Linked DNA regions of Mus musculus: region 1 is linked to region 2. A link is a contact called in public Hi-C data. All regions are on one chromosome and are shown on one strand. The core of a region is the stretch at or near the end of the contact, and the rest is flanking DNA. Distances in the headings are between cores, read along the strand shown.

Region 1 (2,700 bases), core at 5-2,504, 4.2 Mb after region 2:
CAACTTGACCCTCTGTGATTTCCTGAACGACTTACATCCACGGCATCCATGGAACAATAATCACAAATGGTTTTGTTTTGTTTTTCCTTTGAAGGCTCTTCCTGAAGAGCACACAGGATCAATTTCTCAGACCCGTATGTAAAGCTCACTGCTTTTCCCCCGGTCTCACTGCATTTCCCCGGTAACTTTCTCCCCAACAAAGTCCTGCTTTCAGCTCCAATACTGTTTCAGCAAACTTCCAAACTCTCCTAATCGTCCCTTAACTCTAAGTGATAGCTGTCTATTCCTTTTTTTTTTTCTCCCCCAACCCCTCTTGAGGAATAACATCAACCTACCCCTATTATGAAAAAAGAAAAAAAAGAAAATTGCCGAGGCGCTCGAGGAGCCAAAGAAGACAGTTGCAACACATGGCAGGCTCTGGGAGATTACAAAAAAAAAAAAAACCTAAGAACAAAAAGCGACTCGGTGGCCGGCAGATGCTGCGATCGATCGCTGTCCTTCTACACCTCCGTCCAGGTAGCCGTGCACCAGCCCCACACGGCGCGGACAACCTGTACACACTCCACGCCAACTGGCAAGTCGGAAACTCCCATGGTACCTTTCCCTTCGGCTTCTCCAACACAGAGAAGACTTGACCGCTCTAGAATCCGCTCCACTTCTTCCCTCCTCGCCCTAAAAGTACAACTTCTTCTCCAGAGAATAACTTTTTCCCCAGAGCACCCATTTTTTTTTCTCCCCCCTCTCATCCCTGAGGGACTCCGAGGAGGACAGGGAGGAGGGCTTTAGGGAAAGAGGTCGCCCGGGGGCGCCCGATGCTGCCCCGCCACCACTAGGCCACAGCCACGCCGCACTCACCCCCAAACTACATAGTTGGTCTTCACATTCTTGGGCCAGGAGAACTCCCCGAAGATCACTTCATCCCCCTTGACCACGATCTCCTTCTTCTGGATGTTGTACTGTCGCAGGACGCTGAGCACGTCCGCCATCTTCGCCCCCCTCGCTGCTGCCGCCGCCGCCGCCGCGGGCCCCGGGCCCCGCCGTCGCCGCCGCGCCTGCCGCCTCCTTCCCCCGTCGCCTCGCCCTCTTCCCCCCGCCGCCGCCGCCGCCGCCGCGAACCAACAGCCGCCACACTCAACAGCCGGCCGCGTCTACGACAGCAGCACGGGCAGAAGCCACCCAGGCCGCCGAGGACCCCGCGCTATATAAGGCAAGGCCCCGCCGCGGGCTGCCCGCGGAGAACGCCTGACTGACCCACGCTCCGCCGGGGCCGCGGGCCGCCGCCAGGGGGCGCCGTGGCCGCCCGAGCACACGCGCCACCCAGACGCCCGCGGGGCGCGCCGCCGACTTCGGGAAACGGGGAGCGGGCCTCGGCGCTCCGCGTGTGCGGCGCCCTAGCGGAACCGGGCCCCGGTGCGGTCTCAAGGCTCGCACGGGGCGAGCGACAGGTGCGCGCGCACCTGCTGGGCGCTTCCGCGCTTTTCAATCCCAGAGCGCGCGCCGCCGCCGGGTGATTTAAACTTTCCCTGCGCCAGGCTCCGCTTCCCTCCCTTGAACCCCAGGACTACCTTTCTGTCTGCATCGGAGCCCCACCGCACTCTGCGACATAGGTCCCCATGGTCAGGAACAGCTCCTAGGGAAAGCTGGAGCTTTGAAATGTGGACGTTTTCAAGTTTAGGCTGGATTTTAATAAGGGGTGTATTTGCAAAGAGGAAAAGAAGAGTTAGGTGGAGGACAATTCTTGCCCCGTTTGTTAGTCTCTGGTCTCCTAACATCGTTTGATTGGTAGACAGAATAAAATTAATCAGAGAAAAAGCTGAAAGCATCCCAACGCGTCGACGAAGGACCATTCATTGTTGACTCGTCCCCCTCCTTTCCTTGGAAACAACTTTTTCCATCCCCTCAGCTTCTCCCGGGTAATCACAAAAAAAGCCTCAAGTGATTTCAGGTTATGAATGGAAGAAATACTCCTTCAGAAACCTCAAGCTGTGAATTAGAACACTTTTTCAGACGAACAGACTTTTAAGTGGTACTCAAAAGGCTTACCGGTGCCTTTATGATTATGGGAACCTAGAAATCAATTCTGCATACTATTCATGGCCTGTGTACTTTAAACATATACTTCAAGCCTAATATTTCTTTTTCACTCTTTGTGAGAAGGAGGCACACTTTGTTACTTATAAAAACAAATACTTTGGTCTGTTTTTTTTTGGGGGGGGGGACTTTTGTTATGTGTGACAAAGTGTAATTTGGGTATAGAAAGAAGTATGAGGTTAAAAAAATGTCTGCTCCACAAATGTCTTTCTCCCGTCAATGTGTCTCAGAACCTCACTGCAAATGCAGGTTATAAAGAACTGACTGTGCTTGTCTGTCCCTTTCACATCTCTGAACTTATGCCTATATCACAGCATCCAGTATTTCCTTGTCCCCTTTGTTTGCTTCTCTACCTCCTAGGAGATGAACCGACTGTATGACATGAGATGAACCGACTGTATGACATGTAGTATATATTGGTCATATGTACTATACTTGGTACAGTGACAGCTCCTAGAACGATGTTGTAGTAAGTGAAAAGATAAAGGCTCCAAGTAAAGTCTGGGTAATAAATGCATAGGTAGGTTTCATGGAGTTAAGAGAGTCAACAATAGTTTTTATGAATTTTAATTCATATACAAATCATTTCCAACCAATTTCTCTTTTTGA
Region 2 (2,700 bases), core at 94-2,593:
ACCTAACAAGCTCCATTTCTGTTCCAGTCTTCAATGTGCCATCACTATTGGTTATAATCACAAAGAGAGATCATGTCTAAAAAACACAAAACAGCCCAACAACATGCTACCAGCTCATTACATCTCTGGTCAGCCAAGGAAACGTATAAAGGTGGTTAGTTCTGAACAGACATGTCAGATAGGAAGACTTGGTTTATATAAATATTTCTTGGCTAACTGGTAATGTGTGACAATCACTGTGGAACTTTCTGACATAGTGACACAATGTTGGTAAACCACACAAGTTACTAAAAAGAAATCACATTAACTGTACAGCATTGTTTGTAGGCACAAAATGAAAACTCAGCCTGGTCCCGTTTAAGAGAGTGTTTATTCAGAGGTCACATATGAAAGACCATGGCCAATGGACACAGATATAATTTATTCCAAGTTCGATGTTCCAAGGTCGTAACAAGTCAATGATGGTCTTGTTTTTGTTTTGTTGTTGTTTTTACAATACTTAGAGGCAACCGGACGTGGTAGTGCACGCCTTTAATCCCAGCACTTGGGAGGCAGAGGCAGGCGGATTTCTGAGTTCCAGGACAGCCTGGTCTACAGAGTGAGTTCCAGGACAGTCAGCGCTATACAGAGAAACCCTGTCTCGGGAAAAACAAAACAAAACAAAACAAAGCCAATTAGAGGCACTTTTCAAATACATAGGAGAAACATTAGACGTGTGCTAAGGCAATAGGGAACCCTGGTATAGCCTCAGATGCTGGCAGTACTCATTTTTGGTTGGTTGGAAACCAGTGCTGTATTTCTCCATACAACTATTTTACACAATGGTCACAAAGACATTAGGTAACTTAAGAAGGATAGCACGACATGGCTATTAAGACTAGCTAGTTGTGTTCCCCAGTAATTGTTTATAGTGCTTGGCCGCCAGCATTCTAACCCCTCCACCATCACTGATGTTCATATCACGCAGCCTTGCCTAGGAACCAGTTGAAGATGCCACTTCTTTCCAGGAACTTGTTCACAAGTTGCACTCAGCTATTCAGGACCGCATGCAGCCGTGGGTTGGACAGTTATGATACCCTTTTCTTCCCCGCAAAGTGTTTAAAACACCAAGGCTAATTTCCGTTCTAATTGACCGGCTCGTAGAGTCGGGGAAATTTGCTGCCCTGTTTTGTTTTTGCCCCAGGTAACCCTGACAACCCCACCATCGTTTAAACAAGGCGCCGCTTCCTCATTGGCCAGGCGCTTTCGTTCGCTCATTGGCTCTTTTTAGTGATGTGGGCGGGTTTCTCCTCGCTGGTTGGTGCTGTAGCGAGGAGGTTCCGGGAGCTCCCATTGGTGGAGGCGCGATATTTGAACCGAGCAAAAGCGGCTGGGCTACTTTCCCGGGAGTTTAGGGGATCTTTTTGGCTTTTTGATCTTTGTCCTTGTCCTGGTCGTTGGCTTCCGGGAAGCCGGCGGGAGCCGGACAGCGGGTACCTGACTGCCCGGTACGGGTGGCTGCCATGGCGACGATGCAGGCAGCCTCCTGCCCAGAGGAGAGGGGGCGGCGGGCGCGACCAGATCCTGAGGCCGGGGACCCGTCTCCGCCGGTGCTGTTGCTCAGCCACTTCTGCGGCGTTCCCTTCCTCTGCTTCGGGGATGTCCGCGTGGGCACGTCGCGGACGCGGTCTCTGGTCCTGCACAACCCGCACGAGGAACCTCTGCAGGTGGAGCTGTCGCTGCTGCGCGCCGCAGGCCAGGGCTTCAGCGTGGCGCCGAACCGCTGCGAGCTGAAGGTGGGTGCGAGGGGCACGTCCCCGTGGCGTCACCTTGGGATATAGTAAGAAACTCTGAGAAGATCTGAATCAGCTCCTAGTCTTCACGGTGGGGCTAGGAGATAATGGGACTCCGAGACCAAGTCGGTGTACTGTTTTGATCTTGGGACGCTCTCCTTGCAGGGTAGGGCAGGGATACAACAGGACCCCAAGACCTTGTCAGCTCCGGGACTTGACCAGGGATGGGAAAGTGGGTGGGGCTCCCTCTGCCTAGGCGAGGCTGGAAAAGAGCTAGACCCAACACCAAATCTACTCTCCTTCTTGACCCCGGGAACACCCTCTGCAGAAGTGGGACTACTAGAGAGGAAGACCCCAGCACCACGTCAACTCAGTTGACGGGCTTTGGTGTCTTGCAGTTTGGAAAAAGTGGGCAGTAACTCGCTTGGAATGATGATTAAAAGCGCGTGCACCTGCCATCCCTAGAAGCATTTCAGAGAGTTTCTGTTAAACAGATAAGCGTTTTAAATAGACGTTTGGCAGGCGTTGCAAAATATGTTTGAGTATCTAAAGATGATATACTTTAACATTTCCCTGTTTTGAGACAGGAGGAGTACATTGATGAAACTTTTCTAATTGCTTCTTTTCAGCCATTTTAATATGCATTTGTTTTTCTTATGTTTGGACTCAGTGGAACTACATTTCTATTGTGATAATGAAAAAAAAAACTATTTTGTTTAAATATCCAGTCCAAACCCTTACATGTGATGTGTAGGCAACCTTTGTATTTTACTCTTTTTTTTTTTTTTTCCTTTTGCTATTCTTGTAGTCTTAAGAGGTGTTTCATTCTGACTGGATTACTTTTCAATGAGTAGAATCTCTAAAGCTGTGGAAACAGTTAGCTGAGGGAGCCTGCACACACCGCCTACTAACTAGTAAGGATCGTCCT

The links. A called contact is a pair of places that touch in the nucleus more often than the background predicts.
Region 1: a Hi-C map of B cells shows a contact between it and region 2, with 5 read pairs. The contact joins the promoter of Cdc73 here to the promoter of Aspm in region 2. A contact is called at or near these places in 1 of 39 promoter capture datasets (cranial neural crest) and 1 of 484 Hi-C or Micro-C datasets (B cells).

What each region holds. Positions count from the first base shown.
Region 1 is chr1:143,701,639-143,704,338 of GRCm38.p6, forward strand. It overlaps Cdc73 (cell division cycle 73, Paf1/RNA polymerase II complex component), which reads right to left and starts at 1,255. Exons shown (of 17, transcript NM_145991.2): 1 at 856-1,255. The coding sequence starts at 986.
Region 2 is chr1:139,453,430-139,456,129 of GRCm38.p6, forward strand. It overlaps Aspm (abnormal spindle microtubule assembly), which reads left to right and starts at 1,344. Exons shown (of 28, transcript NM_009791.4): 1 at 1,344-1,775. The coding sequence starts at 1,503.